2 separate regions of the Mus musculus genome follow, and region 1 is linked to region 2. The links are chromatin contacts, called in public promoter capture Hi-C maps. All regions are on one chromosome and are shown on one strand. The core of a region is the stretch at or near the end of the contact, and the rest is flanking DNA. Distances in the headings are between cores, read along the strand shown. Region 1 holds the start of Zcchc7 (zinc finger, CCHC domain containing 7). Region 2 holds the start of Il11ra1 (interleukin 11 receptor, alpha chain 1).

Region 1 (4,566 bases), core at 991-3,490, 3.0 Mb before region 2:
ATACATTAACTTTCCACAGGGAATACAAACCTGAAACAGACATTTTAATTAAAAGGAGTAGTAGACATTTAAACTTACAAATTTACTATTTAAGAACCTAACTGGTACTTAAACTTTATCAAAGTTCTGTGTGGTAGGGCACAGGGACACACAATAATCCTAGCATTTGGTCAGAAGTTCCTGTCTTAACCCCTAGAACCCATCCCCAAAGAGTAAATAAACAAAAGATGTTATCAAAGCACAGCAACTCAGAAGACTGATCACATTTTAAAATCTAAAATATCAGAAGTGGAAAAGAAGCTTATCTAAAGAAAGAATATAAAACCACTCACTGTGGTTTTTTTTTTTTGGGGGGGGGGGACAGTCATTGAATTTCTTTAAACTAACAAAGGTTAATTAGGTTTCCAGAATTTACCAAGACTTAAAAGCCAATATTCCCCCTTAAAAGATTACCTACTAGTCATTCTAGACGCTTTGCTCTTAATTTTCTTTCAAAGTATTTCCAGCTTAGAGCTTCTTTCTGGGTGCTATAGGTCATCTGAGGTAGATTTAAATCCCAAATTTGGTCTTATTCATTTGATGGTGCTGGGGACTATATCCAGGGGCCTGGACATGCTAAGCCAGTGTTCTACCTGGGGCTGGACCCCACCTTGAGGGCTGAATTTTTAAATCCACAGTTGTCAATGGATAAAATGACTAATAGTTTATTCTCCACTTAGGTTTATAACTTACAAGAATCTCAGTGTGCTACTGAGATTCAGTGAAGGCAGAAACAAAACCAATTACAAAAGTTAAAATGTCTGCCCCTTTTTCAAATGTTACTGTCACTTCCAATCAAAGGAGGTAAGGAATCCAAATGGGACCATCAAAGAGAGAAACAATGGGCTTGTCTCCATGTCAGAAATGCATGCTAAATTTACTGATGTTAACTTCTAACTACTCTTTGGACTCTGCTGGAAACAGTGCTTCTCCTATTTGTCCCATGCACTGTTAATCGTGTAGTTTTCATACAATTTTCACTTCCAATTCTTCCCTCAGATCATTCCCCATCCTCTGACTAAATGACAATAATTAACTGTCCCTAAAGCACAACACCGTCTTAAATACACACGCTGCAATTTAAGGTCTAAATGTTCAACACCAAGTCGAGAGCTTTTGAAGGGAGCCTAGTCATTAAATTAAGGGTGATTTTATACTTGGGAAAAACAGGCTCAGGAAAAAAATTATCCAATGGGCTAAAAAAGGCCCTTAAAAGTTTCCTTCTGCCGGGCGTGGTGGCTCACCCCTTTAATCCCAGCACTCTGGAGGCAGAGGTAGGCGAATTTCTGAGTTCGAGGCCAGCCTGGTCTACAAAGTGAGTTCCAGGACAGCCAAGACTATACAGAGAAACCCTGTCTCAAAAAAAAAAAAAAAAAAAAAAAAAAAAAGTTTCCTTCATTCAACCCTGAGACTTGAAATCACAGTAAACTCGACCTAAAGGTATTCTGAGCGTCGGCAGCTAATCAGTGATGGCTGGAACTGGGGGCTGCCAACTCCCAACCTCGATTTCCCCACAGTAAAATTGACTACAACTGTCTGCTGTTAGGGTGTGCGGGCGCGGGGGCAGAGGATCATCTTAGGATACCCTGGTTTTATATAAGGAATGGGGCATAGTTCCCAGATTCTTTGTGTCTACTCGTGAAGCGGCTACTTGACAGCACCAGCTTAAGGTGGCCCCCGACTGGACGCATCCTTGAGGGCCAGGTTCCCCTCAGCGAAGGGAGACCTCCACATTTCGGGACTGGCCCACCTCCCCAGGACGGGTGAACCGTGGGAGGCGGTGGAGTAACGCCGACAGAGAAGACGTGCCCGTCAAGGCCATCGCCGCCCAGCCTTGCCCAAGCCCTGGTCTCGGGCCGCCAAACCCCAGCCCGGTCACTGAGCCGCGTGGGGCGGCACGGAGCTGAGAGGCCATTTGCTGCGCTGCACTGCGCTGAGCCCCGAAGGACCGGGAGGGGAAGGCCAGAGAGGGGCACGCATTAGTTCCACAGCTCCGCGGGCGAGGCGGAGAGGGGAAGGGGTCCCCCGGCCGCGGGACAGCTCGGGGTCCGTCACACACATACTCACTGCCGCGGCCGCGACCAGGAAGCACCAACCAGGAACCGAAACGCGTAGAGGAACGGGGAGGGGCGAGGACAAATGAGGTAAGGAAGCCGCGTCCGCGCGGACTCCAGGGAGGAGAAGGTACTTCCGGGGAAAACAGAGCTCTTGGGAGCTGTCCTTCCGCCCAACCCGCGAGTCCTCCGAGCGCATGCGTAACGCTTATTAACCCTTTGTTTTCTCCGCCTATAAACTTTGTGTTTGGTTTTGTTCTTTTTTTCTTCATCCTTCCTTTCGAAAAGAAATCTCGGCTGAAAAAATTATGGTGCATATTTTTATCTTATGAGTTATACTAAATAGAAGCTACTTGAAGGGCAAAAGTAAGTGCGAGTTCACTTACTCCCGTGTTGGAAAGAAAACTACAATTCCCATGATACCTTGGTCCGGTCGGCAGGGGCTGTCTCTTTTCTAGCTCTGGGTGACGCCCTCGTAGTAACACGTGGCGCAGAGCAAATCGGCCCCTTTTCCGGGTGGAGGTCAGAGTTAGTAGGGGATTTAGGGTTAGTAGGTGACTTCGGAGAGGGACCTTGATAATGCCAGCGCGGGAAGAGGCATTTTTGAGAGTGTCTGGTTTGGGTTTTGGTTTTTCCGCTAGTGGGAATAGTGACCGCACGGCTTTTCTCACCTTAGGTTGTAAAGTGCACTCGGAGGTGCTTCCGCCTTGTTAACTGTTTGTGAACCGTGAAGAGCTGCACTCCTGCAACACGGAGTAAATGCTGTTCTTTCTGGTACTAGGAGACGGTGTTCACGGCCTCCAGCATTGGTTCCCTTGGTCACACCTTTAAGAAAAAACAAAAAAACAAAAAAACTTTAATTATGAGGTTGGACGTGTAACCCAGTTGGTAAAGTGCTTGCTTACCGCATAGAAGGCCCTGGGTTCATTTTTAAGTTCCACCACATAAGCAGCCTAGTACAGAGGAGGTGGAAAAAGGAAAATAAGGAATTCAAGTTCATCCTTAGCAACGTGGAGCAGTCAAAGATAGCCTGAGCTACTTAAGACCTTGTCACAGTCAAACACAAACAAACATAAGTTCATCTAAGCAACTTTACAAATACCGAATTAGGTACTGACAACATCCCTGATAGATGAGTTTGATTTTAAATCTTTTTGCCAACATTTATTGAACATATTAGAGCCAAGCTGTCAGCCTTCTACGTTATTAGAAAACTAAGCTTATATTTACTTAAACTAAATTATAGGGGGGTTGGGGGAAGAGTTTCAGGAAAATGTCAGGCTGTTCTAGAAAGTCCAGATAAAGTAGAAGAATTTTAAGGTCTTGTTACAGTATTAGGAGTTTGAAAATAATTACAAAATTCGATTAGCATTATGGTTATGTGCTAGGAAAGAAAGGGACAAGACACTATAAAAAGGCAAAATTGAAAAACCTATTTGGGGGATAGAAAAAGTGGTATAGAAGTAGGTCACATGTTTGGACAGTTCAGGGAATATGTGCCAAAGGAATGCTGTGTGTGTGTTTGTGTGTGTGTATGTGTGTATTAAAAGACTGAATTTTTAATCAAGGGCCATAATAACTCCTCTTAGTATATTGTTAGCTTACAGGTGATTTCACTAGACTCCTCCCAGGGACCGAGCAAGGGATTAGAGGACCTATAAAAGGACTGCTGGCCACCCGGCTCTCTGTGTGTTCCATAATCTCATATGTCCTCTCCTTTTTCTTTTTTCCCCTCCCCCCTCTCTGTTTTCAGAGTTCCCTCTCCCCCGTCTGTCCTCAGAGGTCCCCCTACCTCTTGCCCTCGTGGCCCCTGCCTGCCTCTATACCCTTTCCTACCCTGTCCCAGGTCCTCAGTCCTCTCCCTTCCCCCAGGAAACCTCTTTTATACCAGATCTGTTGCATGGCATAATTACTCAGGAATATGCCTTGGCATGAGCTAAGTACCCACCAGGTACCCCCATTCATAACAATATTGTTTTGCTGCCCCTTTTGCTAGTTTTTTAGGTTTTACTACAGAGCTTAGTCCAGCCTTAAACTCAAGTACTGGGATTGCAAGTTGGTGCAACCTAACCTAACCTTAAAAACCTAACTTTTTTTTATTATGTGTGTTTGGTTGTTTGAGACAAGATCTCTTTACTGTGTAGTCCTGGCTGTTCTGGAACTCTCTATACAGACCATACAGGCCTTGAACTCAGAGATCTGCCTGCTGAGCTTCTGAGACTAAAGGCGTGTGCCACCGTGCTCAGTGATTATTTTTATTATTAGTGTTAATTTCTATTTACAAAAAAGGAGAAACCGACTCAGATGAACAGATTTCTAACTGCCAGAAGTAGTGAATACTGCTTAATCTTGAGTTTATCAGCTTAATCAAACTGAAAAGCACTGATGAACCCTTCTGGGTATCCTGTGAGCATATTTTCAGTGAGGGAGTTAGGTCAGGACCTAAATGTGAGCTGTACCTACCATCCAGGGA
Region 2 (4,260 bases), core at 122-2,621:
CCAGTTGGGCCTCAGCACCAGGAAATGCCTTTGATCCCTTGGTGCCAGATACACAAGACACACAGTTACCCTCAGATACAGTCACACACAGAGACACACAGACACATTTAAACAGCTTAGCCTACTAGAGGTCCTATTGACACAGAGACACACGAAGCATGTGTGTATGTGTGTGTGTTTACCCTATAATCCCTAAAAGCAACTCCTCACCATGAGGAGCTCATAGGAGCTCTTAGTAAAGATGGACCAGTGTCATAGCAAGGCTACAAGTCCTTGTGTGGCCAGAAACAAAGAATAAGTAGGAAACTCAGACAGAGGGACACTGAGGGACAGACAGCCTGTAGACAGAACCAGAAAAGCAGAAACATGAGACACCTGGGGGGTAAGGGGGAGCTGCGAAGAGACATAAAAATCTCTCCAGGAAGATAATCATGGGAACGGAGAAAGAGATGTAAAGAAGCAGAGCCAGGCATGAAAACAGAAACACCAGAAGACCGGGGCACCGGGGATATAGCTCGGTTGGTGGAGTTTGCCTAACATGCCCAGAGCCCTAGGTTTGACACCCAGCGGCGTACAAAAACAGATGTGCCACATCTGCAACCCCAGGAATCCAGAGGCTTTGGATACATGTGGCCCAGTGATGGGACTTACTGTCTCAGCCCTGGAGATGGAACCTAGGCCCTGGCTCACACCAGACAAGTGCTCTATCACTGACCATTCTCAGCCCCCACCAGCTCCTGAACAGAGGAAGAAGGAAAGCCATGTGGCTTGGGGGGTGGATCTTGTCTGTTGCTGCAGGCTGGGTAGAAAAGTCAGTTTCCCTCCACAACTTAAGCAGTTCCTGAACAGAGGAACACAGCTTCACTCCCACACAGTCTAGGCTAGGACACAAGACACATCATGGTCACAAGTCTCACTGTTGCACTATTACTGAAGTCACACATTAGTACACACACACACAAACCAGCCACCCTGACAGACAAAATCTAGACCCTACAGAAGCTTCCCAAAACACATCCCCCGGTGTGGTCACAGCCCTTCTCCCAAACAAACACCTAAAGAAAAATTGCCCACTGACAGACGCTGACAGACACACCAATGACACCAGTTTCTGAGCCTCACACACACTGACATCGCCACACACAGAGACACACTCATAGTCCATCTGTCACTCCCTGCCTTTCAGATCACACACCACCCTGCCCCGCCCCCTCTTGGCAGGACTTGGGAGTCAACACCCGGGTCCCAGTAGGGCCTCTCACCTTCTGCGGCAGCCGCCGCCAGCGCCCTCCGCCCTCACCCTCTGCCCCGGCCTCTGCTCCCTCCAGTGCTGAGCGCAGGCAGTGGGGGCGGCTCCTCCCAGCGCCAATAGAAAGAGAGAGGTGAAGCAGGGGGGTTCTCGGCCCATTGGAGCCTCCAACTGCCAATCACTTCCACCTCCTCTGGACACTTCCTGTCCCGTCTGGAACTTAGAGGAGGGTGCCAGAGTAGGATTCCTAGGACAAAACCTGAAACTGCTGCGTTCCTTAGACCTCTCCTGAAGGCCTGTCCTCCCAGGGACTTCAGGCCTGAAAGTGTCCAGGCCCTTGTCCCTGGCGTCCACACAGCCTCAGGTTCCCTAGTGAGCCACTGGGCAGCTGACTGTATTCGATGAAGGTGCCCCTGACTCCAGATAAGATAGGGAGCCAGGGGGTTGGTCTAGTTCTCTTAGACTTTTAAACAGTCAGGCCGTATCCCACGCCACTGAAATCAGAATCTCTTCTAGATTCCCGCAGTGTTTTTTAAAACTTTCCAGGCATTTCCAAACCTTAGGCAAGGTTAGGGGGTGTGTGTTTATGTATGCCCTAAGAAACCAACCACCTACCTAGCAAGCAAGGGAAGTGCCTGCTTTGTCTGATTTTCCAGCCCCAGGCAACATTCCCAATCCCTGGCACCCATCCCCCTTCCAAGCCTCCAAGGTCTCAAGAAGACAGCAAGGAGAGAGAACCAGGGTTTTCTCAGTCAGGCCCAGTCACTTGTCCACACTTAGTGTGACTTCTCGACCCCAAGACTCACTACCCCTGGAAAAGAATGGATGAAAGGCATTCTAGCCATCTCCACATCTGCCACAGCTCTTACTTTTGCTTTAGAATTTGGAGACCACCAAGTGGTATCTGGTCTCAAACACCAAATGCCCTGTGGTTCCTCCACTATCACAAGGAAAAACAGATTCAAAGAGGAGGCGGACTCAAGGTCATTCTAGGTCCTGGGGCTCTCTCTCTCTGGCTGCCCTCGCCATGCTTAGTGCAATTCTTGTAGCATAGGTACAGTACTGAAGCGACATCTGCTGCACATGGAAATCCAGGAAGCCAAGAACACAAAGCCACACGCACACTCCCAACCCGCCCCTTTAGCCCCTGTGGTCTGGAGCAGCGTCTGACTGTGGCCACTCACAAAACCAGGGTTCTGGCCAGCAGCCCAGTGTCTGGGGTGACCATGGGACTAGGACTTTGCTCACCCTCTCCCCACCAAACTTTGAGGCTGAGACTTGGTGAGCTGACAGGCTCAGTGATACAAACGGCTCTGGGCTTCCGGTTGACGCTGCCAAGCTAAGAACATAAGATTTTTTTAAACAGCCTCCTAAATTAGCATGCTATCCATATCACAAGTGAAGAGGATTGGAGACAATAGTGAACATTGAGCAGAGGTAGGATTTTCTTCTCTATAGTTAGGGCTGAACACAGGGCCTTACATGTGTCAGACACCCACTCTACCACTGACCTATTTCACAGGTCCTTTGTACCAGACAGTCTCACCAAGCTACCCTGACTAGCCTTGAATTTGCAATCCTCCTGCCTCAGTGTCCTGGGGAGCCAGGATTACAGACCTGTAACATGAGATCCAGCATGGCTTCGGTTTCAGAGACTAGGTCTTGCTAAGTAACCCACACTGGCCTCAAATTCGCAATCCTAATGCAGCTGCCAATGTGGTGGAATCACAGGCACACACCATCATGTCTGGCTTGGTGAAGGGGATTCTTGCACCAAATTTTTCAAAGTCCGTAGGCAAGAGTGTTTGGAGTCACACTTAGCCTTTACCCAAACTCCGGAATGTAAGAGTCCACACTACTCCTCTGGTGTCAGAAAACATGGTTAAAATGTGAGACGCAGTTTTATTGATGTCACATCTGCCCGAACTCCAGGTCCCAGGTCTGTCAGGTACAAAGATTCAAGGCCCTGATGTGGTCACAGTCAAGCAATGGCTGCCGTTTCCTTGTCTTTCTGCGCCAGGCAATAGTGTACCTCGGGAAGCGCCCTTAATCTTTCTGCGGCCTATAAAGGGACAAGAAGCAATCAGGGAGAGTAAGGGTCACCTGGAATTGTACCGAGGCGTTCTGGGCCCAGGAAATACTGAGGAGGGCTTATGGGATGGGAAGATTAGTTCAGGATAGCTGGAGTCACCAGGGGGTGGAGTTGAGTGGCGACTGAGTTCTAGGAATGCAGAGATTTTTATGAGGCTCTTCAGGGTCAAGACTGCTGAGATCCCGTGAGGAAATGAGGTGAACGGATATGACGACCCAGGATGTGAGTCCTGACCTGTTCGGGAGTGAGGTCACGCTGGGCCTGGGCAAGCATTTCATAGCCAACCATGAACTTCCGGACAGTTGCGGATCGCAGAAGTGGGGGGTAGTAGTGGGCGTGGAGCTGCCAGTGGTCACAGGTGGCTCCAGTCTTTAATCCCGTGGGAGCCCCTGACAAGAAGAAGACAGAGGTGATCTGGGAGGCCCTTTGTCAGCCTTCAGTCTAGCCCCTCCCCTAAGCTAACCCTGAAGATTATTACAGCTCCAGGTATTTTCCACCAGGGAGCTCAGGCATTAGGTAGCAATCAGTAACGGGGTCACCAAATCTCTCTTCTCTCAGTCCCAGCACCCATGCGCTGGACAGTTGTTTTAAAGCCAACAAGTGCTTTAAGGCCTCGTAGGGATTCTAGTTCCCTAAGCCGGAACCTAGAAGCCCAGAAACACTATTGGGGCTATCCCAACCCCAAAAGCCTTACCATGCCAGCCCATGGAGTAGGGAAAGGATGTCTCAAATAGATTGTCGTACTTGGTCAAGAGCTTCTTCATGATGGAGGCGAGATCTGGAATCAGAGCCTGATTTTCACCCCCAGGGAAGAGACGCTGGTCCCATCAAGGCCATTCTATCCAGCACCCAGTCCCACTGTCCTACCCAGGAGACTCACCATCACGCTCAGCGGGGTTCAGCTCAGGTAGCCGCCGCA

Evidence for each region. Promoter capture Hi-C pulls out the DNA fragments that hold promoters and counts their contacts.
Region 1: a contact with region 2 is called in a promoter capture Hi-C map of liver, with 6 times the contacts expected there. The contact joins the promoter of Zcchc7 here to the promoter of Il11ra1 in region 2.

What each region holds. Positions count from the first base shown.
Region 1 is chr4:44,754,233-44,758,798 of GRCm38.p6, reverse strand. It overlaps Zcchc7 (zinc finger, CCHC domain containing 7), which reads right to left and starts at 2,240. Exons shown (of 9, transcript NM_138590.4): 1 at 2,107-2,240.
Region 2 is chr4:41,757,554-41,761,813 of GRCm38.p6, reverse strand. Il11ra1 (interleukin 11 receptor, alpha chain 1) reads right to left here and starts at 1,371. Exons shown (of 13, transcript NM_001163401.1): 1 at 1,263-1,371. It overlaps Galt (galactose-1-phosphate uridyl transferase), which reads right to left. Exons shown (of 11, transcript NM_016658.4): 8 at 4,222-4,260; 9 at 4,036-4,119; 10 at 3,576-3,730; 11 at 2,571-3,311. The coding sequence ends at 3,231.